2 separate regions of the Macaca mulatta genome follow, and region 2 is linked to region 1. The links are chromatin contacts, called in public Hi-C maps. All regions are on one chromosome and are shown on one strand. The core of a region is the stretch at or near the end of the contact, and the rest is flanking DNA. Distances in the headings are between cores, read along the strand shown.

The links. A called contact is a pair of places that touch in the nucleus more often than the background predicts.
Region 2: a contact with region 1 is called in a Hi-C map of CD4 T cells, with 5 times the contacts expected there. The contact joins two enhancer-like sites. A contact is called at or near these places in 3 of 14 Hi-C or Micro-C datasets (CD4 T cells, fetal cortical plate and sperm).

The regions. Positions count from the first base shown.
Region 1 is chr1:56,077,573-56,083,192 of T2T-MMU8v2.0, forward strand. No RefSeq gene overlaps it. Among named protein-coding and RNA genes, the nearest start is that of ATP6V1G3, 100 kb to the right of the region's middle. Within about 2 kb of position 3,084, at least 1 of the 40 cell types and tissues checked has an H3K27ac peak or open chromatin away from gene starts, as enhancers often do. A contact at or near this core is called in CD4 T cells, where this site is marked.
Region 2 is chr1:56,322,255-56,327,874 of T2T-MMU8v2.0, forward strand. The region is part of intron 2 of PTPRC (protein tyrosine phosphatase receptor type C); the gene reads left to right. It also overlaps the pseudogene LOC100428174. Among named protein-coding and RNA genes, the nearest start is that of PTPRC, 44 kb to the left of the region's middle. Within about 2 kb of position 2,632, at least 27 of the 40 cell types and tissues checked have an H3K27ac peak or open chromatin away from gene starts, as enhancers often do. A contact at or near this core is called in CD4 T cells, where this site is marked.

The sequences.
Region 1 (5,620 bases), core at 1,834-4,333:
TGACAACTACTGATCTGTTTGTCATCCATAGTTTGTTTTTCTATAGAATGTCATATAGTAGGAATGATACATAGCCTTTTCAGATAGGCTCCTATCACTTAGTAATATATTTCAGTTTCTTCTATGTCTTTTTATGGCTTGATAGCTCACTTCTTCTTCTTCTTTTTTTTTTTTTTTTTTTTGAGACGGAGTCTCGCTCTGTCACCCAAGCTGGGGTGCAGTGGCCGGATCTCAGCTCACTGCAAGCTCCGCCTCCCGGATTTAAGACATTCTCCTGCCTCAGCCTCCCGAGTAGCTGGGACTACAGGCGCCCGCCACCTCGCCCGGCTAGTTTTTTTGTATTTCTTAGTAGAGATGAGGTTTCACCGTGTTAGCCAGGATGGTCTCGATCTCCTGATCTCGTGATCCACCTGTCTCGGCCTCCCAAAGTGCTGGGATTACAGGCTTGAGCCACTGCGCCCCACCGATAGCTCACTTCTTTTTAGTGCAGAGTAATATTCCATTATCTGGATGTACCACAGTTTACTTATCCAATCACCTGCTGAGGGACATCTTGGTTGCTGCCAAGTTTTAGGAATTATGAATGAAGCTTCTTTAAACATCTTTGTGCAAGTTTTTTTGTAGACATAAGTTTTCAACTCCTTTGGGTATGTATCAGGGAGCACAATTGCTGGATCACATGTTAATATTATGTTTAGTTTTGTAGGAAACCAGCAAACTCTTCCAAAGTGCTGTACCATTTTGCATTCCTACCAGCAATGAATGAGAGATTGTTTATATTTTAATAAGACTTTGGAGGACTTAAATGCCTAACATAAATTCTACTGATGTCCTTTCAGTCACCCCTCTAGTGCAAAAATATGAGATACACAATTCACATTCTGCAGTTATATTACATGTCTATTCCTCACATTTGTCTGTTGATTATGAGTTTGACAATAGCTATATTCCTTCAGTTATTCTATAAAAACTTCAATTATGCTATATAAATGTGTTATGTACACTCACATGTTTAGACATTTTTATAGCCAGCAATTTGCCTTCCTTCTTTTCTTCAATTTTCCCTTCCATTCTTCCTTCTTTCTTTCCTTTTAGATGGTAGATAGAGGTAGTGAATGTTACCACTTTCACAAATATTTTTTTAAAAATAATATGTTAATTTTATTCAAAATGACAATTTTTGACTCAGATTTTTTTTTAGAACAGCTTTATATTTACAGAAAAAATGTAAAGACAGTACAGAAAGGTCTCATATCTCATACTCTGTGTCTTCTATTATCAACATCATGTATTGGTATGGTACATTTGTCACAATTAATGAATGAATGTTGCTACATTATTAAGTAAAGTCCTTGTTTTATTCAGATTTCCTTGGTTTTTAACTTAATGCTCTTTTTCTGTTCTAGGATCCTATCCAGATTGTCATATATAAGTTAACTCTCACGTTTTCTTAGCTTCCACTTGACTGACAATTTTTGATGACTACAAAAATGTTGAGATGTACTTGCATTTAAAAAAATAAGTATATTTAAATCTGTTTTTTTTTTTTTTTCAATATAGCAATGGGGTCTTGATGATTGCCTTAGACTGGCCTCAAACTCCTGAGCTTAAGCAATCTTCCTGCCTCACCCTCCTGAGTAGCTAGGACCAAAAACATGTGCCATCATGCCTAGCTAAGGAGTACTGGTATCTTATACAATGTACCTCAGTTGGGATTTGCCGGATATCATGGTTAGGTTGGGGTTATGAGCTTTGGGGAGGAAGACCATAGCCATAAAATACCATCATAATACTTATCACTATTAATGTTAACAGTGATCACCTGGCTGAGGTGTGTTTGTCAAGATTGTCTATAGTCAAGTTATTCCTCCCCACTTTTTCTGAGTTGTGCTGTTTAGAAGAAAGTCACTGTACAACTTACATGGAGTGAGGAGTTAGGTTTCACCTTCTTGGGTGGGGGTGACTTTTCTGCATAATTTGGGATTCTTTGGACAAAAGATGTGTCTAATCTCCCCCAACTTTCTTATTTATTCAATTGTTTTTATTAGTAGGGACTCCTGGATATTTATTTTAGACTTTGGATTTCACAAAGTTTTTAGGTTATGGAAAACTCCCTTGATTTTATTTAGATCTCTTACCTTACCAGGTCAGCTCTTGCCACTTCTCACCACATACCCAAAATTCTAGGCACAGGAAACACTTCTCTGTTTGGAGACCTGCCACTCAGACATCTCTCTGTCTTCACACACTATTTCTTCACCTGAAATGCCATTTACCATATACTGTAGTTGAATTCATGTCAATTCTTTGAGATCTAGCTCGTATAACTGCCTGGAAATTAGACTTTATTTTCACTTCCTTGGAAATTTATGTATATACCTTTATAGTAGTATTTATCACATTATCTAATATTTGTTTGCTTGTTTATCTTCCTCACTATATTGTGAAGTCATTGTGATAACAGCTATTCCTTTCTCTATTCTTCAGTAGCTAGCTCTCTGCCTAAGCAAGTTCTTGACAATATACAAAATTTGAATGGAGAGAAAAGAAATAGAACTTTGCTAGTTAACAAAACTGATTTTAGAAGGACTCTCTTGAGTCCTTTCTTTAGAAAAATGACATCGTGGTTCTGCTGTTAATAGAATATACAATTTGAGTTGTTTTTGTCTTCTTATAATGATATGTTTATTCTGATCATGTAGACGTCCATATGCAGTAATCTTTTAAGATCAGGTATTTGTGAGATGGCTGGCCAGAGTGAAGAATGCAGTTCCTAGCCAAAGAACAGCCTCTCCCTCTGTGAGGAGAACATATCCCCCAAGGCAGGAATGGAAACCAGGGTGACCTTGGCCTCATTAGTAGACTGCCCTAACCAGCCGAGCTAACCAGCCAGACTACAAAGACGGCAGAAAAGAAATCTAACAAACATAGACATTCACTTTGTAACATATAAAGTACAGTCTGTATTGACACACACAAACTGGCTTGACTGTTTTGACTGTCAAGTAGTCAAGAAAATATTTAAGTCAGTCAAAAAGCAGTCAAGTTGGCCAACAAGCATGTCTGACTTTCTTTTTTTCTCTGACTAGACTTTGAGTGCTGATTTGACTGGTTTGTGTTTGTAGAAACAGTCACATTTTCCTTGCCAAAAGAGAATGCTTTTTTTCGCTGAAACTTAATGAAATAACTGTTACATCATATAAATTCATTTCCTTAAGAATATGTGTCAGACTATCAAATCAGTTAAGGAAAATTCTCATCTTTTTTTCTCTTTGAAATTATGGATGGGCTAGTTTGGTTCCAAATTAAGTGAATTCATAGTGCCATCTAGTGCTTCAAAACAGAATTATCAAAGCGACTGTGGAGATATCTTAAATCAGGCATTGGCTTTAACACATTATCTTCAATTCTATGTTTAAACGAGTCACCTGGCTGATCCAGGCTAGCATTTTCTTGTTTGGATTATTAAAGTTGATTGGGTATTGAAGTTTTATCACATTTACTGGTGTGAGAAGTCATTGATTAAAGTATAGCTTGAAAAGAACCCCCAAAACATAACCAAAAACATATGTCCCTTTTATTTTTAAGAGTATTAAGGATGAAATTAATCCACAAGTAAAACCAAACAGTATCTCACAAGATAGACGATGAAAATCACAGCCATAGATAAATTAAATCACCTCCCACCCAAACATGATGAAGTAAAACAGAGACCTGAGGATCGATGTGATTTTATTCTGTGTGCTTTTGAAATATATGTTCTCAGAGAGGGTTTAGAACCGAGATACAAAGAGGAAAATGTTCACTGAAGAGAATAAACAACTCATAAATGAGAGAATTGTTTCTACCTCAAGTAAACAAACCACTGTTTACCAAACAGTTTCTGCCTTGATTGCCCTCCATTTCCTTATAAAATGGTAGCAGTATTTTCAGAACTTTATGTAAAAGTTATGCGGAAAACAGGCATAGTTGAGACACTCTTGATTTGGAACCATTGCTGATCAAGGGACAAAATGTGACATATTTACATATTTTTCTTCAGAATTGAAATAGAATAATGTTTTCTATTTCTCTGCACATTAAAATTTTAAAGGCACTTGCACGTGTTATTTCATCTCCCAACCACACTGTGCAGTATCATTAGCCTCATTTTAGAGTGGGTATCTGAATTAGCATTCAAACCCTGTCTCATACTCTCCAATGCGCGGCAAAAGCCACATGTGCCTTTGCCTTTTTTTTTTTCCTTAGGGGTTTTTGAGAGCTTAGATCTAAAACAGTGAGAAGAGGAGTAGGGTTAGGAAGTGAGTGTAAGGGGAGGAAGAATTAAACGCATGTATAGGGAGAGAGGGTCACTCACACTGCCTGCAAGAGAGGCAAGCAGGGAAAGCCTTATGTCAAGTTTCATACAGAGCTTCATCACCCATGATGTCGGAGTTATCTAGAGAATGGAACAATAATTACAACTGTTGGAAACAATCCAACCTTAATGAAATATCCCTAAATACAATATTCAGAAGTATGAAACACTAAATGAAAATTCCTAAAGAGTGAAAATCAGTACAGAGATCCATTAACATATTGAGTAGCTTTATATCAATTGCTGCTAGTCATATGCAATCAATTTTTTTTTCTTTTTCCTGCTTTTTCTTCTTCATTTCAGATAATTCACTTTGGTTTTGATATTACTAGAGATGCAAAGTTGTATTTTGTAAATATTTTGCAGTTAAAAATTGTTTCATAGTATAGGTTTTCAAATGTGATAATAAAGCTTCATTTTGAATAGAGTTTTGCTTTAATCATTGTAGATCAGCCTTAATGTACTCAATTAAAAGTAGTTTTCTCATTATCATAAATGTTCTAATATGTGTTTCCACCTATCCCTAATTGCCTTTCCTAGGGGAAAGTCCTTTGCCATTGCAGCATTAAGTCACCATAGATGAAAAAGCATGCTTAAATGCTAAAATATTTATGATCTAGTCTACTTGCATTATCAACTCATCACAACTTATTGGTAAGCAATTGCAGTGCCTCTTGGCTAAAAAAGCAATGCCAGAAGTGGTAAGGCTCATGCTGACAGCTGTGCCTGGGCTATTGCTAGATACTTCAGTACTCCTTGCCCTTGGCAAATAACTTAGTGAGAGAACAATAAAACATATTGTTGTAAAACAGTAAAAGGTACCCAGTTTGCCAGTTTGCATATTTCTCTGCAGCTATCCATGATACAGGTAGCTATGGGCAGAGCTTGCAGCTTTGCCAGACTTGCTGGCTTTGAACAAAAGTATTTTGTTTCAGGCCATTCTATTGGGTGGGTTCCTGTGGGTATTTTGAGGAAGACTGGGGAAAGAGGTGTGTGTGTGTGTATGTTTTACTTTGTTGTTACTGTTTTTTTAACAACAAATCATGAATTAATTTACCCCATATGAAACCTAAACAAAGGAAAAAAGCCTTTGGGAATCATCTTTGAAAAGAGCTGGCAGCCAGGAGAAAGAAAACATTTGCTACAGCAGTTAGGAGAACATATTTGTTTGACTGAGTTTATTTTTTATCATCCACTGAATGCTTTCATTTGACTTAGCTGTTGTGTTTTGTGCCACAAAGCTAGGTCTGTCCACGTCATGGA
Region 2 (5,620 bases), core at 1,382-3,881, 240 kb after region 1:
CGTCCACCGCCGCCCTGGCGTAGGTGACAGGCAGCGAGTGCTGCGGCTGCCCGTCCCCTTCCTGCAGGCTCAAGGGACTGAATCGCTTGCTGAGGTCCCCCTGGCATGGCTGCGCAAGAGCGGAGCGCGCAGCTGGGCGTTCTACTAGGCCAGGAGCAGGCGCAACGGCGACTCGGCAGCCTCTGAAAACTAGCCAGGGAAGCCGGGGTTCATTTATATTATTTTAAAAATATTACTAAAAGCTTCACAAACTGTCTTGTTTAATAGCCACAACATTGGGAGGCCGAGGCGGGCGGATTACTTGAGGTCAGGAGTTCGAGACCATTCTGGACAACATGGTGAAGTCCCGTCTCTACTAAAAATACAAATATTAGCCAGGTGTGGTGCTGCATGCTTGTAATCCCATCATCTACTCAGGAGGCTGAGGCAGGAGAACCGCTTGAACCCGGGAGGTGGAGGTTGCAGTGAACTGAGATAGTGCCACGGCACTCCAGCCTGGGCCACAGAGCAAACTCTCTCATAGAAGAAGAAAAAAAAAAAAAAAGATACAACAGTCTCCTTTGAACTGAAGAGGAATGATGTAAAGTTATATAAAGTTCAGAGGAATTGATGTAAAGTGAATAGTAAAGAGTTTGGAATCTACTAAAATATTTTAACAGAAAAGGGACACACATCAGTGCATTTTACAAGTAGATCAATGTGGCAGTATCTAGCATGCATGGGGAAGGGATGGAGGAAGTCGTCAGTTTAGAAACTGAGTATAAACATTATTGAAATAGGACATGATAAGTACCTGGACCAGGGTAAAGGCAATGGAAAGTAAGAGGAAGCCACAGACCACAGATACTAGGAATTCAAGGACTATGTACCGAAATTCAGGAGAATGATGTGAAATGGATGCTCTGAATCCTCTATTCCCAGGAGGCAGCATTATGGAGTTAGGAGGAAATGCAGGAGCTTTGGATTCTAGTAGACCTGGGATTGAGTTTTTGCACTGTTACTCTATATTCAAAGCAATATATTTAAACCAGCTGTGTCTTCCTTTTGTCCTTTATAAAACAAGAATAATAATGCTTATCACATAGAAATATTAGGAGGATTATATATGATAACGTATCAAATAGTAGGTATTCGGTAAATGTTCCTTGTTTACTAAAGATCGAGAAACCACTTTCTGATGTATAAAGGGATGAAGAGCTGGCCCAATATGAATTTTCCCAAAGAAGTTAAATGAAAAGGATCTCATTATCCTTTTCAGGATTTATTATTAATGAATGTTAATATATTATTTTAATATTTTCTATCTTATGAAATAATTATTTAGTCAGAACATAAGACAACTGGTAGGAATACACAGCATGGAAAATGGTTACCAACTAGGGCTGCAGGGTATCAGGGAATGTGACAAGGCAGCAAAATGTTTCTACACATGTCTTTTTTTTCAGGCATTGTCTTTCATGAGACTATCAAGTGTGTATCTAGGAAGCTGTTCAACTTAGCGCAGTGCATTTGCTTGCAAAGCGTGCAATGCCATGTTTCCCACTGGTAGGGTTGTATTTCATATGTGATGATAATGTCTCTGAACAAATAGGAAATATCCTTGCCTAGACTATATTTTATCATTTCATTATCTAGTGGTAAAGGAATGTGAGTTCTGTTTACAAATAAACATTTTGTCTTACTTTTTTCTTTGTGATCTATTTTCTCCAGGTTTCATAATGTAATGAATTAATAAAGTTTAATTGCTGGCCAAATCAACGGTGACTTTTTATGTTTTTAAATATAAGATTGGGTTTAACTTATTTTTGTCATCAAAATAGCATTCGTGAGTGCTTTTCAAAATGAAGTGCTTCTGAAATAAAACGCATAATAAAACTAACCTTACTTTTGAAATACATTTCTATTGAAGCAAACACAAATCAATCTGGAAATTCAGCATTTTGTAGCAGTTAAATGTATAGTCAGGCAGCTCAACGTCAACTAGAGAAGTTGTGGTTTTAACCCCGAGATAGGGCTGATTATGCTGGTGCTATGGCAACGTATTGCACCATTTGGTAGCGCCTGTGTGCTTAACCGCATGAGCTGCGCCTCTTCCTTTCCTATAAAGACTCAGAATAAGAAAAACAGAAGTACACCGAAGAGAAGAAACCACAAGAGCAGTAAAGACACTGCTGTTAGCTTTTAGCTGTGCAAACAGCAGTCTTATGAGAACAACACATTGAAAACCTCTTCTATTTGAAAGTGTAGCTTTTCCCATTATGCCTGGGTTCCTTTAATGATTTTGAAAGTAAACCAAGTGTTTCTGTTCAGAGTTTTCATTAAAGGGAAATAAGAAAAAATAAGCAGTGCATTTATCAGCCTTTGCTTTTATTATTCTCGGCTTTTAGGAGTGGAAGGCTTTTGTGCAGCCTCAGCGGACATTTGATTCTGTTTGTGAGATGGGAGATTAGTTTCTATTAGGTGCACTCCCTATAATCTAACATTTATTTTCTGTGAATTTTTTATTATATTGTAGTTAGTTCACAAAAAAGTACAATTTTAATTTCTCTCCTGGCTCATTTAGAAAGGGTTGTGGTTGGTGCTGTAAACACGTTTCTACAGAACTAGATTAAATTCACAGACACTCACTGTCTTAGCACTGTTTATTTTCTATGGGGAGCTTCATTCACCTATTCTTTCCCTCACCCCACTTCTTTTACAAGGTGTAGGTTGATTGGCAAAAGCTTTTGTTTGTTTTGCTTTGTTTCAAAGCACAGACATAATAAAATCATGACTTTTTTTAGCATGTTCTGTTCTTCTTTCCTTACAGATTTGGGTAAAAATACTGAAGGACAGACAAGTTCATTCTACCATTTTTGTCAGCTGTAGGCCTATTCACTTTTCCTCTCCTGTTTTTCTGAAATATAAGAATCTACCCCTTTTGTAGTCATTGTCCAGCAATTTGCACTTTTTAACAATAAATTTTAATGTGTGGTACTCTGAATCCCATTTTGATGATTATACATAATATTTACTCATTTTTGAGTCCCTAATAGTTCTTTAGCACAAATACTGGATTTAGCATTAAATATTTTTTCCTTATAGCGCAATGTAGTTGAACAAGCATGGGGGTTTTTAGAGTCAGACAGATCTGCATTTAAATCTAGACTCATTTTGCTACAAGTTCTTTAGCCTTGCATACACATATTTATGATTTTGAACTTTCGTCTGTGAAAAGAAGAGAATACCATCTACTTTGTAGGATTTATTTCTACAATGATTAGATAAAATAATATGTAACAGTATTTAAGACAATGTCATCCACATAGTAGCTGCTTATTAAATAGTAAACGCTGTTGATAGCACTAAATACACTAATAAAATATTTGACCACCTATGCAAACATCTTTTGATGATTCTTTGTACTTTAACGATGTTCACAACCGATCCTAGAGGAAGCAAAGAGCTACAAAAATGTATACTTACTAAGACATTAATATAATTAAATGGTTTTTGCTATCTGAAGTATATTGTATAAATCAGGTATATATCCCTGGATTTAGGTAAATGAAAACATACATTTTCATAAGAAGCAAAAATACAATTAATATGGGAATAAACCTATTCTGGAAAATGTTTAAAAAGAAAATATGGATAAGGAAGCATCTTTCTCAGTTGTTCTTAACCCTTGTTTCCATCACAATCACCATCAGAGCTTTAAGAAAGTATCAGTGCACAGATCACGCTACCCCACAAATATACTAAATCAGATTTTCCAGAGTTGGAGCCCAGAAATATACACCTTTTAATCATATTTAAATATGCCCAGTCAGGATCAATACAAATAAAGGATTACTCAGGATAATAATACTGGTTATACACACACAAATATACATAACTGATAACAAGCCACAATTTTGTAAACTATGTTCTCAGAAACATTGCAGTTACATCGTACAAGTGTCCTATAGTATGTCCATGGGAAAAAATGAGTTTGTGGCAAATACTTTTAGGAGATCTTGAGCTAAACGAAGTGACATAAGTTTTTCTATGCTTTTAATATATTAACACACTTTATAAATATCTCCAAAGGGTATGTAGCGTGAATTACTTCTGAAACAGATTTGACTATGGGACATTTAAAGGCACACATATCTAAATCAAAGACTTCAATTTGACCATCATTACACAGGAAGTGATAATCATTTTCCCCCTGACTTGTAGATAAATATTTTAAGACAGAAAAAAAGCAGTGTAACTGATTGTTCTTAGATGGTTATCTAGCAGCCTTTATTAATTTTTTGTCATTAATTGTTTTGTTAATCAACATGCCTGCAATATATAACATGATGTTTTAGGTCAGGTATAAAATACCTACAAATGCATTCCTAGTTTTAGAGGTGTGTGTTTGCAAACTCATATGTATTCACAAGCAAAAAATATTATTTTAAATATTGGACACCATAATTCATTGGGAGACAACTAGATATGATTGCGATCTTTAAATTTTTTTAATTATTTGATTTTATTCCTCTCATGACCCCAAAATTTGCCATCTTTATCCTCAATTCTGCTTTACATAATGATATTTTTATTTATTATTTGCATTATTATTTAAAATGTGTGTCTATAATTTGAAAGTTTAAATAGTACTGTAAGGCCTAGAGTAAATAAGAACAGTCTTTTGCTCCCACCCCTCTCTTGATATTTTGTGATTTTTAAATGTTATCTTTTATTGTTGTTCTGTTTCTTTAAAAAAAAAAAAAGATTTTTGCCAGTATCTGTTGACTTCTTCTCTTGATCTTGAAATGTTGCTTTTTATAACCTCTTGCTCTTTGTTCAGGGATGCAATGTTTTATCATTTCTGAAAATATGAATTGTAGTTGGTTATCCTTTCTTTTGCTCCTTGCATTGCCTCATTCTCCCAAGTCCTTCTTTTGTTTATTTGAGCTCCATCTTTATTTCTTATTAGAGGCTTTGGTCTAGTGTTTCTTGGATGTCCGTTTGTATTTAAGGCCTCAATAAAGGGATGTTGAAATTCTCTGGACATTGGTGGAATTCATAAATTCACGTGCCTTAACTGGATTGAATGAAATCAGAAAGGCACTAAACTCACTGAGTCTTAGTTTCCTATCGAATGAAATGTGTGTCAATAATCACTAAAATCCTTTGCTTCTGTCTGAGTAGAAATCTTTGGAATTATTTTCTGATGATAAGCAGAAAGTGCTTTACTCACGAGATTCCAAACATAATATTAATATATGCAATATTTTAACATAAAGTCCACATAAAGAATAAGAAAATCATTAAATAGACACTACATCAAATCTAACACTTTCCTCGTGTGTGCCTGTGAGCAATTTACTTACATTTACTTAACTCTTTTAGGTCCCAGTTTCATTCCCTATAAAAAAGGATAAATAATGCTAACTCATTGACTTGCTGGGATGTTTAAAGGAAAATATATATATATATATATATATATATATATATATATATATATATATATAAAAGAGGTGTGCATAATGTCTGCTACATAACATTTCAGTAAACTGTTGCTATCATTATTGTATTGACTGATTAAGCTAATGGAGGGTAGAAAAGACTGTTTCCTGTGGTTTTCTGAAATCCTAACCCCTGG